Regions from separate parts of the Cricetulus griseus genome. Here region 1 is linked to region 2. Evidence: chromatin contacts called from public Hi-C data. All regions are on one chromosome and are shown on one strand. Each heading gives the region's core, a stretch centred on a gene start, on an enhancer-like site or on the middle of the called end of the contact. The rest is flanking DNA. Distances are from core to core; before and after follow the strand shown. Region 1 overlaps Prkce (protein kinase C epsilon type). Region 2 holds the start of Prkce (protein kinase C epsilon type).

The links. Hi-C and Micro-C count contacts between places; a contact is called where the count stands out from the background.
Region 1: a Hi-C map of liver shows a contact between it and region 2, with 4 times the contacts expected there. The contact joins the enhancer-like site here to the promoter of Prkce in region 2. A contact is called at or near these places in 3 of 8 Hi-C or Micro-C datasets (the CHO-K1 cell line and liver).

Annotation. Positions count from the first base shown.
Region 1 is chr5:87,914,256-87,916,955 of CriGri-PICRH-1.0, reverse strand. All of the region lies in intron 1 of Prkce (protein kinase C epsilon type), which reads right to left. Among named protein-coding and RNA genes, the nearest start is that of Prkce, 140 kb to the right of the region's middle. Within about 2 kb of position 1,340, at least 1 of the 6 cell types and tissues checked has open chromatin away from gene starts, as enhancers often do.
Region 2 is chr5:87,774,911-87,777,729 of CriGri-PICRH-1.0, reverse strand. Prkce (protein kinase C epsilon type) reads right to left here and starts at 1,479. Exons shown (of 15, transcript XM_027417971.1): 1 at 1,132-1,479. The coding sequence starts at 1,479.

The sequences.
Region 1 (2,700 bases), core at 91-2,590, 140 kb before region 2:
TTTGCAATCAGAGGTGGAAAATGTAGTTTTAAAATGCAGAGTGGTGTGGATCCTGCATGAGGTCATAGTCAAGGTATAGCAAAAAAGCCACAGTTATTGACCTGGGCCTGGTTCTGTTTCCCCAGTAGCACTACCCAGCCAGCAGTGACTTTTTGTTCCTAGAAACAGAATCCACAGTATAGGAATATGTGGAAGTCTGGGGAGGGAGGATGTATGTGAGTGCATGCAAGTGTGTGTGTGTGTGTGTGTGTGTGTGTGTGTGTGTGTGTGTGTGTCTGTGTCTGTGTCTGTGTGTGTATATGTATATATGTGTGCATGTTTGTGTCTATGTGTGTATATGTATATATGTGTGTATGTTTGTGTCTATGTGTGTATATGTATATATGTGAGCATATATGTGTGACTATGTGTGTATATGTATATATGTGTGTGAGTGTATGAGTGTGTTTGTGTGTGCATGAGTGTACACAACATCACAACATGGCTATTCTGAAAATTTTACATTAAAAAACTAACCATGGGGTAGCGTCTCAGGACTCTGCTCTGAGGGAACTGGCATTCTTACCCCAGCTGATGACAAACTCCAGCATTTGTCCTTTGCCACCAGAGAACAAAGGGGGTTTTGAGATAGCTGTGTGTAGAGGAGGTGGAAGTCATTCCAGCACTCAGTGCATTTCAGACACTGAAAACAAACAAACAGCCCCTGCCTGACTGGGGTGGGTGGGGAAAACCAGGGCTGCCAAGCACCCGCCTTCAAGAGCATGCTGCCCAATGGGCCAGCAACGCGACTATTTATATTTGTAACCTGATTTGATGGGGAAGGCATATGAGAATAAATTGATTATCTTCAAACTGTAAGAGCAAAATTCGCCCAGACAAAAAGTCATGGAATAATAAAGAGGAAGTACCTGCACAGGTCATCTGAGGGGATGTTTCTCATGAACTGCTGGGCACCCACTTTGCTTTCTCCACTGGCACAGGAGGAAACTGTGGCTGGTTGAAGGCTTTCCAGAAACCAAGTGCTAGCTGGTGGGTAGAGGTTTGTGGAGTTTCTTCCCCTTGGCCATGTGCACAAGCAAATGTGTTCATGCACATATACACATATGTGTGTATGTATAACATAATGGATCAAAACACACTCAAAGGATTGTATGACAGAGAGTTGATTATCTCAAAACTGTTTATAGCTTCTGAAAAAGAAAAATCAATACTTCATGAAAAACAACCATCTTTCCCTACTCTGTGGGCCAAACAAAAGGATGCATTATCCTTCAAACACTGGCCTTCTATCCCACATCTCACTCATCCCCTCTTCCATGGAGACAAGATTCAACACTGTCTTCCCACAAACACAATGGCCACCATTGATTAAACATGCCATGCATGCCACAGGCTAGAGCTGCACCATTGAGAATGACCAAGTGGGTTCTGGGGTAGGGGTTGTCAGCCCATTTACAAGATAAAGGACCACAGGTCCACCGTTCCCAGCATCACACTGCTATGACTCTGGGATCTGAATCCAAGCTTGCCTGGGGTTTGTTTCATTATATTTCACTGCCTCTAATAAAGATCTTAAGTACAGTCTCCAAGAACAATATAGATGCCAGAAAGTGGCCAGCTAAGCCTGTGACTTCTCGATGGGCTAGTGTCAGAGGATGTCCATGAGAGGACAAGAGAAGGCCAGGTGAAGTTTTGGTAACTGAATCAAGAAATTATCCTTCCCACAGCTCAGTTCCAGAGACTGTAGGAGGCAAATCTCAGGAAAGAGCTACCTCCCACCTCACTGGCTGCCTATATAAAGATACCCACTCTTTGTGGTATCCTTCTTTCTGTGGGGTCCTCATGGGATGTAAGAGCAGATATGGCCAAAGACTGGGCTCCAGCCTCATTTCCGTTCACTGCTGATTCAGAGAATGGGTTTCTTTCACCTAGGGCTTAGACCATGGTCTTTAAACAACAGGATTTGAGGGAAGCAGGTGGTGGAAACCTGTGATCCTTTCCAACAATGAGATCGACACATTTAATAAAAAAAAAATACCCAGCCCTGTGGTACCCCAGCCTCCAATGAGCCCAGAAAGTGATGAGGAAGACCCTTGATTGATATTCCTGAAAGTCCAGAGACAATCACGTGTTCACCTGAGCTGGGACCTTAGAGAAGATCCAGTCTCAGTTGTTTCATGATCATGTCAGCGCCGAAGTTACATGTGAGCTAGTGATGAGCAGCACTAGGCATGAGTGTTTGACCAGTAGGAAACAGTGAACACATTATTTCCATATTAAGATGAAAGAAGGAGAATCAAAGACACCAAAAAACTCAATATGATCACTCAAGAAAAACGTGGCTGGAGTTGGGCTCCCAGGGTCTATCTGGGATGCTGGATTCCAGGTCAGAGATTAGGTTTTTTAAATTAAGTCATCTTCCACTGGAGTTGGGATGCAAGGTTGTCACATGTTCTGGCAATTCCTATAAAGTGATCTGAGACATCTAAGCTGTCCTTAGTGGCCCAGGAGTTTCCATAGCTGAACGGACTTCGAAGTAGGAAGAAAAGCTTTCTGGGGGGTCCCTTCCCTAAGAGGAAGACATACTACTTCAAGAAAGAAAGCAAGCACACACCACTTTGAGAGGAGAAAGCCACAACCTATAGTGAAAGCAAGCAGCTTGAGGGGACTGAGGGAACCAGATGGTGGCATCAAATGGTC
Region 2 (2,819 bases), core at 230-2,729:
CAGGGTTTCTTTCCCTCTCCATTTCCCCCTAAAACCCCCTGTCCTTGAAAAAAATATGTTTAAAAATATGATGTAAAGTGGTATGCCAAGGACATGTGCACCCTCTGACCCCTAAGATATTCATGAAGTTATCTATGCTCTCAGCAGAAAGCCATTCTTCTGCAGCTCTTCATGAGGCAACACAGACCGCTCTCTGTGCAAACCAAAGAAATCTTGAAAATATATTCATCCATAGCAACACTTGCTCCAGATAGAAACATGTAACAAACCTGAAGACAGAGCTATTTATTTCCCAATTTAACACTGTTCCTCAGAGAAGAGAGGAGGTGGGGGAAGACTGATTTCTCTAACTGTCCAAGTGCCAAGGTTGAATGCATTCATTTTAAGGTATACTGGCAAGGCCTTTTTTTCCCCCCAAAATCCCTAATACTTGACAGTGTAATCGGTTAACAATGAACACAATTTCAGAAATAGTGTTTGTTCCTACAGTGTCTTGGCAATCAAAGCATGGACACATGTCATCTTAAGATTCAAAGTCCTGACTTCCTATAACCACAGAGACCTTTTTTAAAATACAGCATCCTGAACAGATGGGCAAAACAAGCTGGCCTAATGTTTCTAGGACTCACACCTTCTTCTTGTAGGTCAGCAAATGAGCTAACCAGTGATTTGGGAACAAGGAGGCTTCCTACCAGAGGGATCTATAAAACTACTCACTGGGCTACCCAGGACAACGCCAGGATGCACAGGAAACATCCAGTCTGAGCTCCACGTGTCTCTCCAAGGACGGAAAGACCCACCCACACAGTCACTCAGGCAGCCCACCATGCACTTGCAGAAGGTACCAGGTCCCCTCCCACAAGCTATTTACCTGCATTCTAGGGCTCTCCCTGTAGTGTCCATTTTCAGGAGGGCACAGAGGGGACAAGGGGTAGTGCCCACCTGCTAAATCCCATCCTTCTTATCCTAATGTGTATGCCTCTCCCGCTACGAAATGAAATGTGCCTCTCCAAGGAAATTGAGACATATATGCACACACAAACACACATCCTTGAGTCCCACGACCAATGCCAGGGCAGCAAGTCTTTCCCTGGGACCCCGGGCTCCTGGACGTGGTGGGGCTGGACTCACCCAGTCCTCGAAGTGACGGCTCCCATTCTGCAGCAGCTCCTCGAACTGGATGGTGCAGTTGGCCACGAAGTCGTCGTAGCCTATAGGAGCATCGTGAAAGACAGCCAGCTCGATCTTGCGCCCATTGCACACATCAGTGACGAACTCATCGTGCCAGGCCGGGCTGTTAGTCTTCTGCTTGGTGGCTGTTTGGCCGATGCGCGAGTCGTCCACGTTGAGAGCAATGTAGGGGTCCAGAAGGAAAGTCTGTGGCCGGGGTCCCACCGCATGGCGCAGCGACCAGGCTGTGGGCTTCAAGCTCACGGCCTCACAGATTTTGATCTTAAGAAGGCCATTGAACACTACCATGGTCGGGGCAGGGGAACTGGAGCCGGGGTCACTCCGTCCGCCCCGAGGGCAGGAATGAAGAACAGGCAGCAGGTACTCTGGGAGCCTGGGGGACTCCTGGGTCCCCTCTCGCCCCACCCCACTCTATCGCTACACCTTGTGGCGCTGCGCCCTGGCGCCGGCGATTCTCAACGAGTGCATGTATTTCCTCGCCGGATTCCTAACGGAAAACAGGGAGGGGGGAGAGCTGGAGACGTCCGTTTTTGGAGCAAGTCTCTCCCCCCCACCACCGGCGACACCTCCACGGGAGGAGACAAGCTGTCGCCTCCGCTGCAAGCCGCGGGGGCTGACTCGTCGCCTCGCTGGTTCTCCGGGTCCTGTGCGGAGTAGCAGGCGCCGCACCCGGCGCTCACCTACCTTTCCGAAACATAATCCCCCGGCAATTTCGAGTCCCGGAGGGGGAGGGGGAGGGGGCGGCGGGACGGGGCGGGGACGAGAACCGGGGGCGCAGATTTCAACCCGGATCCTCTTCGCCCACCCAGCGCCTGCCTCGGACTGCGCGGGGCGGAGGGTGGACTGAGGGATGTGCAGTCTATCCGGAGGGATGCATGTCGAGAGGAAATGGTCCTCCCCGGAGCCAAATTTTTTAAAAATCCACAAGCCTCGCAGCCAGCCCGGCCGCCGCCTCCAGGGCCAAGCAGTGGAGCGCCGCAGCCGGCTATCGCGAGGTGCCCGGCTCCCAGGATCTCACATCCGCGCGGGCTCGGGAGGTAGAGGTGGCCGCCACTCGGGCTTGGGGCGCAGGCCGGCACCCGGCGGTGCGCAGCGCGGCGGCGGGGCAGGGACTGCGACTCAGCGCGGCCCCTCCTCCCGGCCGCCGGCGCCCGCCCGCCCGTCGCGCTCCCCGCGTCCGCGCTCTCGCAGCCGCCCGCTCGCCGGCTCGCCGCCCGCCAGAGCGCTCAGCCCGCGATCTCCCTTCCCTCGATCGCCGTGCGAGCGATTCTCCCTCCCACTAATGCAGGAAATGCGCAAAGACGTCAGTGTGTGTGTGTGTGTGTGTGTGTGTGTGTGTGTGTGTGTGTGGTGTGTGTGTGTGTGTGTGTGTGTGTGTGTGTGTGTGTGCACGCGCGCGCGCGCGCGACACACTGTTTGGGGAAATAGAAAGTTTTGCCGGTTGGGGGAGCAATACGGGAAAAGTGAGCTGAGCAGAAAACAGCGGCGAGCCGGCCAGCCCGGTCCGGTGGAGGCGGCGCGCGAGGGAGCTGAGGGAGGATTCCGCGAGGGCCCCGGGAGGGTGGCGGCGCTGGGAGGCGGGGGCGAGCGTCACAGGCCTGGTCTGTGCGCCTCTGGTCCACACTGAG